3 separate regions of the Mus musculus genome follow, and all the other regions are linked to region 1. A link is a contact called in public HiChIP or PLAC-seq data. All regions are on one chromosome and are shown on one strand. The core of a region is the stretch at or near the end of the contact, and the rest is flanking DNA. Distances in the headings are between cores, read along the strand shown.

Evidence for each region. HiChIP or PLAC-seq counts read pairs in DNA pulled down with a chosen protein or histone mark.
Region 2: a contact with region 1 is called in an H3K4me3 HiChIP or PLAC-seq map of bone marrow-derived macrophages, with 4 times the contacts expected there. The contact joins two enhancer-like sites. A contact is called at or near these places in 3 of 115 datasets of contacts at active chromatin or transcription factors (bone marrow-derived macrophages, embryonic basal ganglia and microglia).
Region 3: a contact with region 1 is called in an H3K4me3 HiChIP or PLAC-seq map of bone marrow-derived macrophages, with 7 times the contacts expected there. The contact joins two enhancer-like sites. A contact is called at or near these places in 1 of 15 datasets of contacts at CTCF or cohesin (the NIH/3T3 cell line), 1 of 484 Hi-C or Micro-C datasets (bone marrow-derived macrophages), 8 of 115 datasets of contacts at active chromatin or transcription factors (bone marrow-derived macrophages, embryonic basal ganglia, embryonic forebrain and 4 more) and 2 of 9 other capture datasets (bone marrow-derived macrophages and liver).

Annotation. Positions count from the first base shown.
Region 1 is chr10:94,917,320-94,921,915 of GRCm38.p6, reverse strand. The region is part of intron 2 of Plxnc1 (plexin C1); the gene reads left to right. Among named protein-coding and RNA genes, the nearest start is that of Plxnc1, 25 kb to the left of the region's middle. Within about 2 kb of position 2,210, at least 108 of the 459 cell types and tissues checked have an H3K27ac peak or open chromatin away from gene starts, as enhancers often do. A contact at or near this core is called in bone marrow-derived macrophages and microglia, where this site is marked.
Region 2 is chr10:94,602,947-94,607,542 of GRCm38.p6, reverse strand. The region is part of intron 4 of Gm32898 (a long non-coding RNA gene); the gene reads left to right. Among named protein-coding and RNA genes, the nearest start is that of Gm32898, 18 kb to the left of the region's middle. Within about 2 kb of position 1,867, at least 49 of the 459 cell types and tissues checked have an H3K27ac peak or open chromatin away from gene starts, as enhancers often do. A contact at or near this core is called in bone marrow-derived macrophages, where this site is marked.
Region 3 is chr10:94,637,037-94,641,632 of GRCm38.p6, reverse strand. No RefSeq gene overlaps it. Among named protein-coding and RNA genes, the nearest start is that of Gm32898, 16 kb to the right of the region's middle. Within about 2 kb of position 2,177, at least 30 of the 459 cell types and tissues checked have an H3K27ac peak or open chromatin away from gene starts, as enhancers often do. A contact at or near this core is called in bone marrow-derived macrophages and microglia, where this site is marked.

The sequences.
Region 1 (4,596 bases), core at 961-3,460:
CAAGGGGTTCATCTGAAATTACTCAGCGGTCCTCTTGTCAGCATCCTTAGCAAGCATGAATGGCGTGTCTCCCGTGGCCTCCAGCAACAGCCGTGGCTAGGAACCGCAGTGTCTGTCACCCTAGACTGGTGACACTGCTTGACCCCCTCTCTCAGCAGCCACTCAGTTGACCCTCAGCTCAGATTCTTAATTGAATACTGGCAGCCCTGTTTGCCACCCCCCCCACACACACACCCCGCAGCCGTCGCCCCTCTTCAGCTAGCTGTGCCTTTAAGGCGGATCATTTAGCCTCTCTTAGCCTCCATTTCTCTAAATGTAAAATGAGATTATACTAGGCAAGACAGGAAAAAAAAAACCACCCCAACCCTTTCCTCATCTGATGGCTTTGTACCCACAGACTCTCTCCAGCTTAGCTTGTGAGCCGCTATGTGGTCCTGTGTCCACACTTGATCATACCCACCCCTAGCCGGAAATGGCTTCCCCCTTCTTTCTATTCTTTACTGAGTTCTCTAATTGGCTCCAGTCCTGCCTTCTCTCTGACGGTGTCCAAGCCCCCAGAAGTGTCTTGCTCTCCTCGTCTCCTGAGCTACTCACCACCAGCACCCTTCCTTGACTTTATATTGATGTCTTGCCTTGATACCTAGCCTCTGTGGTCCATGTTTGTCCTACCTTGAGTCTAAGCTTCCTGTAAAGGGCGCCATGAATTCCCTCAGCCTGACACAATGCCGAGTTCTGGGTAGGCATTTGATTGAGTCTGTTTCCTTTGGAGGAAACCCAGTAACATATGGGAGGGAATTTGTTTGTATACACATTCTTTTTAAATATACATTGATCATCTTTCTCCTTGAGCTAGTTTCATTTCCTGGGGAAAGGAGAGGTAGATAGAGAAATACCCACCAATCTTTGCACACTTGACACACAGGAATGCCTGTGGACATACTAGCCTGGTCAGGCCAAGGAGGCCCATTAACCCTGCAGAGGAAGTTTCTATCCGTCTTGCCTGGGTCTCCTTACCAATTATCTCTTCAGATTTGGGATGTTTTTGACAAGTGTTTTGACAAGAACACTGTTTCCCCAAGCTGAGCCTACCAGACTGTCACACGAAGAATTGGAGGTGAAGGAACACTTGCCTATAAATAGTCCCCCATGGGATGGCTTGGCTTCCCTTGTCCTGTGGATTCAGATCAGCCATTCGTGTGTGCAGCTGTCCGAGTTTCAGTCTTGCTAGAAGCCGGGGGGTGGGCCCAAGCTGCAGCTTCACGCTGTTAATAGAAAGGTGGTTGCGATTAAGTCTTGCCGTCCTCATGGTCTGTATGGGGTACCACTTTGAGACCCCCATCTGGTCTCATTTTCAGGGTTCAATTAACAAGGGTAGACAGATGTTTGGTTTCAGTTTCATGAGTTTACATTTCTACAGTGTTTCCTGCATGTTAAATAATCCAGCTCTCTCACCAGCCCCATTTTACAGATGGAAACATGGAGGCCTAGCATTGTTGAGTGATTGGACAAAGTTACAAATGGGCAGTGCAGGGATTTGAACTTGGAACAATGTCAGAGGCTGGATTCATAACTCTCTGCTGTGGGGACATTGCAGTCCGTGCCTCAGCTTCCAGGCTCCTCCTTTGGGGGCTCTTAGCCAGGGGATGGTGTGTTGGGAGGGAGCCAGCCAGCCAGCCAGCCAGCCGACCCTCTGATTGAGGGAACCCCTGACCTGACCCAGGATTAACCACTCCCCATACTTGGTCTCTAATAGTTCCCTCCCACAGCAGGAGGCTCTGAGGGGTGAGGCTGTCTCCCTCCCACCCTACTCTCTAGGGACAGTAGGTAATTCCCTTCATACTGTCTCTTGTGTCCATGTGCAAATTCTTGGATATAGCTTTTGAAATGACTTGGAGATGGCCCCAACACTCCCCCCAACACCCCCAAATAGAATCATGCCCAGATGATCCCCAGATCTTTTTATTCCAAAGAACCTCCCATTCCTCTTGCCACACTTCTCCCCAGAACCGTTAGGGAAGATGAACACTGAGAGACACAAGCTTGGCTTCTAAGCCTCTTCCTGGAGGTATTAATGGACACCAGAGAAGCGAACCCCGACCTGCTGCCGACAGCGGGAGGAGGAGGAAAAAAAGGGCTCGCATCACCCACAGCCTGACTCATCAGTTTCGCAGTGATCAAGAGGCGAAGGCATTTTGACATGTGCCAGGCACCGTAGTATATGCCTGGCTGGATCTGAGGCAGGCAACCGGCAGCCGGTTGCTGTTTTTATCACCACCAGTAAGAACCTGACTTCTTCCGTCTCTGCAAACCTCATGGAGTTTTAATATAATTTTGGTGCCATTTTAAACCTCAGGCTATTTAAATAATATTTTTTTCCCTGCTTGTGAAAGAACTATAAGCTCACGTAGAGAGTTGCAGGGTAGCGGGGGATAAGAGGAAGGCAAAATAAAAATGATCTTTAATTGCGTCATGTAGAGGCAACCACTGTCAGCATTTTAGATTCTTTTTTTACATAGTTGAGGTCAGACTGTATCCAGTTTTGAATCCTCCTTTCCTTCAGCTAATGAGGGAAGAGGCTTATATTCAAATGCTGCTGCAAACCCTTTGTAAACAGTATTTTTAAATAGCTCTATCATGGTGTTATATGGGAACACAATTTTGAACTTGAGCCGAGATACTGGATCACTCTATAAAAAGTCTTTAAACACACACACACACACACACACACACACACACACACACACACACCCGTTCCAAAGAAGACAGTACTGTCTCCAAAGGTAAGATTTCAATGATGAGCCATGAGAAACCTAGAGATTTTGTGGTTGCTAGCACCCTTATTACCCCACTTCTGCCTTTGTAAAATGGTAGGGAAGGGGAGGAAATGTGGAGCTCAAAGGTCCTGCCCTACCAACTTCTCCGCAGGTGTTTTGGGATCCTGTAGCAAGTCGCACCCCACCTCCCCCATCATCTTTCCATTTTGCCCCCTTTCTGAATATGGTTCTATGTGATCATTTTTTTTAAAGTTGTCAGTATCTCTACTGAAATCAGCTGAAAGTGTGCCGACTCTGAACTCAGTGTTTGAAAATCCACATGGCACGTGTCACATGGGGTATACCATCCTAGGAACACATGCCATATCGCTTCTCCAACTGTGGTGGAGTCTGTCGTGTGCTTTGGACTCCTTTGAGCTGACTCTGTTGCCTGTAAGAATATTCTCTCCTAATCTCAAGGGCAAACTGGGAGATTTTTGAGCGTTTCCAGGTGGTAAAAAATTAAGTAATAAAGGAATATGCATGAAATGTGAAATTTGTAACTTTATGCATGCCCGTTAACCTTCCTTATAAGCATAAAAGATAAATAAGGAGGGAGCAGGTAAGGACTAATAAAAGCCGGCATTTCTGAGCTCTTACTATGCACCTGCCGTCTGAACCAGCATCAGCATGGGTTAATTCATTTAATCCGTATGAGTCAATACTATGACCATCCCCACTTTATCAATGAGAAATCCCGGGGCTTTAGGGCATTAGGCAGCTGGTTCAAGGTGATTTGAACTGAAACAATCTGTCCCCAGAGCCTGGGCTTTTCTCCTCTGGCAAAACTGCATTTACAGTTTAAATGTAATCTCTGGAGCTTGACAGAGTGCCTGGGATGAGCTGTGGACTTTTCTGCCTGGTGTGAGGGCAACTGGGCAGGTCTCGAGACACCAGTGTCTGAGGTTTCCTGAGAAGGGGCCTTGGTTTATGTGGTTTTTACTTTGTTCCTACTTGGGGACAGTTTTGAGCAGCTGAGGGCTCAGCCCCTCTTCTTGGGACTGCAAGTGGCTCGTGGGGACCTCTGTACAGCCATTAGAGCTCAGGTTTTCCCATGTAGGCTCCTTTTGAAGAACAGTAAACATTCTGAATTCTGAGCTAGCAGTGTTTGAATGGCCCCCTGATAGGAGAGCCAGGGTTTCCCAATTTCCTTGTTGCTGAGGGAGTGTGCTGGCCCAGGAAGCTATGTCATGCATGCATGCAGCAGAAGGGTATTGCTCGCAGGGCTCCATCAGCCCTGGCAGACTGTATTGTTAGGACTCGACTCCATGAAGCAAAGCAAGTCAGTTCGAGAGCTTGCTTCCAGAACTCAAAAACCCACAAGTTCCTGAAGAATCTCTCTAGACCGCTGGCTATTAAGGTGGTCAAGTGAATGGAAGAGAGAGTTTTCAAATAAAATATTTTACTGTACTTCCACAAAATGTAAAAGTGGGGGGGGGGAAGGACCCAAGACAGGCACAGAGCTGGTGGGGAGCGCTGAACAAATTAATGGGCCAAATAGAAACCACAGGAAGTGCCAGGCTTAGAAAAGGGCTCCGTGGTTGGCTGTGTAGAATGTCATATGAAACTTATTTCAGACTCACTCCATTACACCCCAGCTTGTGAGTCTGGGGACTCCCTGACTCGGCACAGTTAGCTCCAAGTAACATGCAGGTCTAGAACTCAGAATTGAGCCCCGTGCTTCTCTAACTGACTATCATGAAGAGTAGACAGAGCTTCCCCTCCTTCTTCCTGTTTTCTCTTTAGTATTCCTAACTCCAAAGGCCCACTACACTTTTTTTTT
Region 2 (4,596 bases), core at 618-3,117, 310 kb after region 1:
AATAATAATAATAGCAGTCATAATGATGATGATAATAACAATAACAGTAATAATCCAAAAAAGATAAATGAAGATGGATCTTGTTCAAACAGATGGGCATAATATCAGTTGAACATGTCATAGGGAACAAAAACAAAAATGCTAAATAATTAATAATTTGTCTTTCCCACTAAAATATGTCCCTTGCACTAAAATAGCTGCCTTGAGGTTGACACATCAACATGTCATAGATTTGTTCCGACTGTTTTCTCCTTCATCCCTTCGGTAGCAGATGTTTTGTGATGCAATTAGCCAGGGCTTATGTAGGACAGACATTTCTGTGACCTCATCATGGCACTGGCAGGTGATTGGCAGCACTGATTCAGCTGCTCTATGGGGCTGATAGGCAAGTGGCTTCTGTCGGTCTTCCCACTGCCATCCCCAGAACATGGGTTTTATTATTTTAGCCGTGACAGCTGTTATCTTTCGGTGGCAACGTGGCTAGCATGGTGGCAGGCATTATACTCACACAGGAAGAGGACCAGAACAGACAGGCACTGGTTTGGAACCACTCAAGAGAGAGTGGAAACAGGGCAAACATAGTGTGGCCAAGATGGCGAGTGGCAGTTCTGAGATGTAATTGGGAGGTAGTACTGACTGGGTCTGAGGTGGGCAATGGTGAGGGCTCCAGCTTCCAGTCTGGATAGGTGGAGGTATACGAAAACACCAGAGGTAAGGGGAAAGACTTTGATGTTTTCAGCCTAAGGCTATGCATGGCAGAGATGTTATACAGAAATTAGAAGTATGGAGTTGAGTAACTGCACACCACTTTAATCCCCAAATTCAGTAAGCAGAGGCAGGGGCATCTCTGTGAGTTCCAGGCTGGGAACCAGTCAGCCTGGTCTACACATTGAGTTCCAGGATAGCCGGGGCTACATTGACCCTGGAGAAAAGAGATGAGTGCTAATGATGAATTTATGTTTGGGTATCTGTCACACAGGCTGCTGCCGAATGCAAGGAGAGCTGGTGTAGAAAGCATATGCGGGGGTGGGGGCGGGGGTAGGGTGGGGGCTGGAGGGGCAGCTCACTTTGAAAAGGACGCTTCATGCAAGCAGGAGGACCTGAGTTTGGATCCCCAGAACCCACCCAGAAGCTGGACATGGCATCACACTTCTGTGACCCCAATGCAGGGACAGAGAGCCCTGGAGCCCAGGGGATGGCCAGTCTAGCCCAATTGCCCCAGCTTCAGTGAGGGAACTTGTCTCAAAAATAAAAATAAGTCAGTAAGTACGTGGGAGGCAGAGGCAGACAGATCTCTAAGTTCGAGGCTAGTCTGATCTATGAAGTGAGTTCCAGGACAGCCAGGGCTACATAGAGAAACCCTGTCTCAAAAAAAATCATGATGATGATGATGGTGGTGGTGGTGGTGGTGATGACAAAGATGATGGAGGGAAAGGAGGAGGAGGAGAAGAAGATAAAGATGGAGAATGATATCTAATATTTATCTCTGGCATCTCCTCTCTCTCTCTCTCTCTCTCTCTCTCTCTCTCTCTCTCTCTCTCTCACACACACACACACACACACACACACACACACACACACACACACACTGTAATGGAGTTGAGAGAGTCACAGAACCCTGAAGAGGGATGGAGAGGTAGGAGACCCAGAAAGGAAGCTCCCTGTGAGGGGACAAACAAGATCTCAAGGGGCAAGAAGAAGCCAGCAGCATCAACTGATTTAGAAATCAAAGTACATAGTTTGTGAAACACCGTACCCACTCAAGCAGTGAGGTGACTGATGATCTCATTGGGATCAGTTCATGGGTGGAGACACCATTTTAGTTTATAGTGGCTCGAAGTGTCTTAGGAAATAAGGAAGTGAAAATGTTCTAGAGATGTGTTGCAGGGCGGGGTGCTTATGTGACCCAGCTCTGGTCCAAGGTCACAGGTTGGTTTTGGGGAGGGACTTCCTTCTCTCTCTGTAATAAGTACAGAGAGAGCAGCAGCTGCAATTATGTGTTTGGGTGAGCTAGGATGCACAACCTAGATCTGGGGTGACCATCTCGTAGCCAGGCTGGGCAAACATTGCCATGGCGTGGCCAGGTTGGGAAACACTGCTGCTATGAGGCCAGTGGAGAAAAGGATGGATACAGATGAGCTTGGCCCTCGCCTCAGTGAAATAGGGCTTCACCAGGTCTGAAGGTTCAACGTGGGGAGAAGCACAGATCCCCACGCTTACTCCATGTTGACTCTAAGAGGAACGGCTGTACTGACAACAGCTCACAAGCTGTCCACAGTCAACCTGCTGCTGCTGTCTCTCTCATCCCTGGGAACTCCCCAGGACATAAAACACACCTGGACAAAAACTCTGCCAGATCCATGACTTCATCTTGGGAAACAGGCTGAGATCACTTTTGGTAGTAAACACAGACACAGTTCTTGGAGTTTAAAATGGCCAAGCCTTGAGGGCGTGATGGTCCAAGCTTTCGATCCCAGCATTTTAGAGAGTGAGCAGTGTGAGTTTGAGGCCAACCTGGTCTACAGAGTAGGTTCCAGGCCAACCAGAACCACATAATGGGACTCTGTCTCAATAAAATAAAATAGCCCAAGGTGAATAAAACAAACAAACAAACAAGCAAACAGACAAACCCAGAAAACCCATGGACCTGATATTGCATCTAATCTCCCAACTACCACCAGGTCTATGTCCAGCTCACGGATGAGGTAGAGGGACCAATGGCTGACTTCTCAGCTTGGCAGCATGTTCTTCTCTTCTTGCTTTCCAATTCTTCCCTGATGAGTCTGCTTGGTCGGGGATTTGGGGTGGTAAAGGACAAGCAATGGGCTAACATGGGAACTCCTGTTGCTGGCCTCAGCTTACTAATCTCCACAGACAAAAGAGCTGGCTTCTCACGGTGCCCCTGGGAGACTCCTATTCCACTGTCACTTTAGGAGATTCTTCCTTGCAGTCTTTTGACTGGGTTAAGGTGTTACACATATCCTGGGGGCTCATCCCTAAGCCTCATGGAGATGCCCTGTCCTTTGGCTTCCTGCTACTGGGATCCCCCTACCCTACCCTCATATACCCATTGAGTGTACATCCCAACTCAACCCCCAAGACGTTTCTCCTATGTGGTCCACATCTGTCCAGAAGAAAACACTAGACATTCCAGAGACTGTCCCACACACCTTCTTTCTGCCAGGTCCATGATTGTACAAGTGGCTTGAATTCTCACCTGCTAGTCCAGGGACCCAGACAAAATACTGATTTGGTCCCGACAGGGGTGGGGGTGGGGGGACTAGGGCAGCAGGTGCCAGCCAACTTGGCAGAAATCCAAAGGAAAAACAAATTCAAAAATCTTCTCCTTCTTTCCTGTCTCTTGATTCTTTCTTGATCCCGACGAGAATGAGGGGGTTCTAGGACCGAGCTGAGGGCCTCAGTCACACTGTCTAGACTCAGGTTCAGCACCCTCGTTTAGCCACCCCTTCCCTGAGTATTTCTTAGTGGACAAAGCAAACCACAACTGTTTCAGCCAATTACACACAACTGAAGATGTGTTGACCCGATTTACCAGCCAAGTAAGGTGGCTGACCTGCTTCACTACACTGAACGGCTTCTGGAGCCCCCTTGGCATGGTAAGGCTAAGGTTGCTCATTTATAATAGTAAATATGGCAGTCAGCCAACAACAGACTATATAGATTAAACACATACATGATGGGAAGCAATAAAATCACTTAAAAATGACACCATGGAAGGACCTAAGTATAGAAATAGGCAGAAAGCTTATCAGTTTTAAAACAAAGCAATGCATATAGAAAATAAACAAGACAGATGAAAGTCTAGCCATACAGAGAACATACATAACGCACACGCATAGGAGCTAGCATGGCAGGCACAGGTGTAGTGTCTGAGAATGGGTGGGAGGAAATGTGACCTCTGAACATTTCAACCTCAGCTGCGTAGTCCTCTTGCAGCAGAAGAAACCAGCAGCTTTTCCTAGTACTGCTTTGTGTGCTTTGTTTTGTAGGGAAAGTGACAGTGATGGTTTGCTCTAGGGGAAAGACTGGTTCTTTTCTGGTCTGTATTTCCCAGTGTCTCCTAGTCATTTTCTATGGCTTCTAGGAGAAACATGCATAGAGATCTTGCTTTTCCTGTTCCTATTGCCTTCCTATCCCATCCTGAACCATATAGTTCTAAGTTGGTTAGCAGAGGGGCAGAGCCAGGCATGGGGCTGTGGAGAAAGAGTTGGTAGCCTAGAGTGTAGAGCAGGGCTTGAGGATGGCAGTTAAGCAGTGGGGGGGGGGGGGGGGGGGGAAGAAGTGAGCAAGGAGAAGTGTTTCATGGAATGAAAGAAATGAGAGGTCCTAGGCACATAAAACAGGGCAACCTGCCAAGGGTTTTAGAGGCCCCAGCGGGATGAGGCAGGTGACCCAACACATCAGCAGTCCAGCATGGCATGCGAGTAACCAAACACTGTGTACTCAAGGCAACAGAGGTGAGCTGTTACTTGTATACAGAGGGTTGGTCAGGTGAGTGAGAGCAGACAATTTGACTTCTGAGGTTCTACTTAAAGTTTGTCAACTCTGAATTGGCATGGAAGCAACATGCCTGCG
Region 3 (4,596 bases), core at 928-3,427, 280 kb after region 1:
GATTCACACGTGTTCATTTTAATTGTCAAGTTGATTGGATTAAGAATTAATCCAATAATGGCATTAATGAATCTAATCTTTGAGGGTGTTAGTGAGGACATTTCAAGAGTTTAAATGAGGAGGGAGGATGGTCCCTGAATGTAGATGGTACCACTTCATGGGCCTGGGGACACAAAAAGGCCAGTGAACAGGCATCCCCTGCTTCCTCACTTGTCCAGATGTAAACAAGCTCCCAGCACCATAGCAGTCCCTCCTCCCACTATACCTTCCCAGCTTTTGTGGACTCTCTTCATAAACTGTGAGTCCTCGGAAAGCTTTCCTTATTTAAATTGCTTCTCTTCTATCTATCTATCTATCTATCTATCTATCTATCTATCTATCTATTCTGATTTATGTGTAGGTGTGTATGTCTCTCTGTGTGTTTACTATGTGTGTGCCCATGCCTGCAGAGGCCAGAAGAGATGTCATCATATTCTCTGGAGCTGGCATTACAGGCAGTGGTGGGTCCCCTGGGTCCTAGGAACCATGTCCAGGTCTTCTGGAAAAGCCACACTTGCTCTTAACTCTCAGCCATCTCTCCCACCCCTCGTGTCTTGTCAGGCATTTTGGTGCGAGCAACAAAGAGAGCAACTAATACACCACGCCAGCAGTTTTTCCAGTTGCTTCCTACTGCCTGCCCTTTCCCTGTTTCTAGCTATAATTACATATTTATTTGGTTCATAAATATAGCATTAAAAAATCATGGGCTTCTTTCCTTTTCCTATCTTGCATAATGACGATGTGTCCCCCCAAGGAACTCAAGTCTAGATCCAAATGCTGGCTAGGATAAGAAATAAGAAAATGAAAATTATTTTATTCTAAGACTTGGACTTGATGCAATTTTAGGGATGAGGAGCAGGCTGCTTCTGCTTCCCTTTCGCTTCCTGTCAGCCCCATGATTTCGGGCCTTTTTTAAAAAGCTACAAATAGGCCTGACCTATCTGACAAATTTCAAAGTCAACTTTCTTACAGTTTGCCACTTCCCAGACAGAAGTTAAACTTCACATTCTCCCTGACTCCAGACAGCAGAGCATTTCCTTATTAAACCTTTTAACAAGGTTTCCAACCAAGATCTAGTGCTGCTGCAGGGAGGGATGGAATTGGAAGATTCTGGAATGGGAGACGTATTCTCCCCCCAAACCCCCCTCCACGGGTCATTTCTACCTTGCTTAATGTACTAGAAGTCATTCGGAAGTCATTTGAACCTGAAACAATGTCTGCAAAATAAGTCTGTGTTTAGTATTTCACTGAGTTTTTTTTTGGGGGGGGCGGGGTAAAACCCCTTCCCTTTCCTCCCCTGTGGTCAACATCACACTTCCGGTGTACAGTCTGCAATGTCTGCTCTCTCAGCTTCTCTTGCAGCCCAGCATGACGGATTACCAATGGCAAGGAAAGGGCTCTAAGAAGCCTGATGGGCTTACTCATTGCTTTTCTTACTGTTGTGGCAGAAGACTCTCTCTCTCTCTCTCTCTCTCTCTCTCTCTCTCTCTCTCTCTCTCTCTCTCTCTCTCTTTTGGGGGGTTGGGTTTTTTTGAGACAGGGTTTCTCAGTATAGCCCTGGCTGTCCTTGGAACTCACTATGTAGACCAGGCTGGCCTCGAACTCAGAAATCTGCCTGCCTCTGCCTCCCAAGTGATGGGATTAAAGGTGTGCGCCACCACCGCCCAGCTGTGGCAGAAGATTCTTAAGGAACAGTTTGAGGGTACAGATTATCAAGAAAGGATGGCGTGGTGGCGGGAGCTCAAGGCAGCTGGATATGCTGTATCCACAGTGAAAAAGCCGAGAGAGGTAATGGTTGCTTTTAAGTTTGCTCTTTTTCCCCCAGGTTTCATTCAGTCTGGGATCCAAGCCCAAGGGATGGTATTACACACATTCAGGGTAGGTTTTCCCTCCTCAGTTAAACTTCTCTGGAAGTATCCACCCAGGCACACCCAGAGGTATATATTCCAGGTAATTCTAAACCCAGTCAAGTTGACACTGAAGAGTGATCACTTGTGTTGGTTTGAATAGGGATGGTCCTCAGAGACTCATGTGTGTGAATGCTTGGACCACAAGAAATGTCACTATTAGGAGACGTGGCCTCGTTGGAGTGGGTGTGGCTTCGTTGGAGGAAGTGCATCACTGCGGAGGCAGGGCTTTGAGGTTTTATAAGCTCAAGTCTGGCCAGTGTGTCCCCCTGCTGCCCGTGGACCAAAATGTAGAACTCTCAGCTCCTTCTCCAGCACTGTCTGCCTGCACACTGCCATGCTTCCTGCCCTGATGATAGTGGACTGAACCTCTGAATCTACAAACCAGCCACAGTTAAATATTTTCCTCTATAAGAGTGGCTGTGGTCATTATAGCAATGAGACACCAGCTAAGACATCACTCACTGTAAGGGGGCTCTGGAGAAAGTTCCTTTCTGTATCAAAAGAGGCCTCCCTTCCTGCTTGCTGGACATGTGCCTGCTTGTGATAGTCCTGGGAATATTGTCTTCATCCCCAAATAAGGTACCTTTCCCTGGCAAGCCTGTCCCTGGGCCCATCCTTTGAAATCCATCATTTGCGGGGCTTTACTGTGTGATGTTGTGAAGGATATATATTTTGAAAGATTATATAGCTGGACTCTGTCCCCCTTCCTGGCTCATATGTCCTATGATCCTTGTAATCATGGTTGCTGAAACATGTCTTCTATATGTTGGTTAAATGCCTGGTAGTTGGGAGCCCCTGGGCACTGCTGTGTGGGGCTGGTTGATGGGAAATGCCCTGTGGAGTACTTGTACTTGTGCTCTGTACCAGCATTACACCAGACTTGTGACTGGTTTCTCTGACTTCTAGTTCTTCATCCTGACCCAGGCTTCCAAGTTCCTCTTCTAACACCGCTTTTACGTTATTGAGAAGCTACTGAGCAACCCCCCCCCCCCCCGTTCAATTCCAGTCACTTACATCCTGTCATCCGCAATGGCTTTACCTTTCCATGGACCTCCCTGCGATCCAGACATCATTTATTTTTTATTTTAGATTGTCCACCTCTTTCCTTCCCTCCAATTTAAATCCTGTTCATCTGTTCATGGCCCTGCCCAAACGCTATCTTCCTTTCCTCCCACTGGGCATCAATAGGATTTGATGGTGATTTTTTAAAAATGTGATTTATTGTGTAGTTTTACTACCTGTCATTTCACACACTTAGTTTCTTTCTCTCTCCAGAATTACCTTTGAATAGAATCTGAAGACAAAGTCTGTGTCATAATTATTAGTGTACTGTGCAGCGCTGATGACAGTGCTCTGTAGAGCCGACACTCAAAAAAAATTTTTTTTGCAGAGTGACTAATAGACATTTCCCAATTTGGCAGCGTGTGGCAGGGAATGGAGATGAATGTAAAGCTGCAATTTAAATGACGAGAGGGGATCTTGTCAGCAGGGGAGAGAGGGGGGAAAAACATTTAACGGATGCAAATAGTCTGGTCAAGAAGACACAGTAGAAGCAGGAAATATACAATACTTTGTGTGAAGTTGTCTTCAACAGAACAGAGATAGAGAAAAATCCCATCAGCTGGATAGGGACTGTAGGGACGAGCCCCAAGACACTGGACAGTCTGTGATCTTCAAAAGTTTCCGTTTCTTGAAGGGCACCCGTAGCCAGTGACTTCAGCTGCAATGTCTCAAAGGACTCAAGAGTAGGAAGATATGGGGGTGACCTTTGGACACAGCATTCCATGTACATAAGAACTCTCACTCTTTTTAACTCTCTCCCAAGGCTCACAGCTCACAGCTCACAGGAAAGGTTTCCTCGGGAATGTGAAGGGGTCATAAGAGAGCACCCTTGGCCAGGAGACCGGCACACTGAAATTGTCCTAGACACAAGCTTCCTGCGTCCCTCTCTGTGAAGCCATCTCTTCCCTCCGTCTCTGGGACTCCCCAGCTTTCATGACTCTGTTTTCAATGGATTGCCCTTCCTCCCTCTCCCGTTTTGAGATTTCCTCCTCCTCTTCCTGGCTTTTGAACATCAGAGGGTTTTACACCTTCACCCCCAGGGCTCCTCTTGCCTAGCTTTTCTTTTGCTGCTGTGATGTCGTCTAATGTAGTCCAGATAGGCCTCAAGCTGGCTGAGGCCAAGGGCGAGGCTGAAGTCCTGATCCTCCAGTTCACACATCGGAGGTGTCTGGGATTCCATTACAGATCTGTGTGTCTCTACCCATCCACTGGATGATGGTGCTGGGGACCGAACCCTCGGCCTCCTGTATGCCAGGTAGGAGCTCTATACACTGAGCTACATCAGCAGCAGGCGTCTGCTTGTTCATCTTTGCACTCAGGCCCTGGTGGAACTTTTTAATCCGGATCCAGATCTTGCCATATCTTTTTGTGTTGATAATGACGAATTTTACATCTCCACTCCGAATTTCTCCTTTGCACCTCGAGATATACGCCATCTACACTACATCGATGTTCGCATGGGGGACCATAATCACTCCTAACTTGACATTCAAAATTGAGCTTTGATCCCTTTCCCCAACACTGTTATCCCTCCTCCTTCGCAGGCATTCCGTACAATTTCTAAAAAGTTCTCTTTCACTTATCG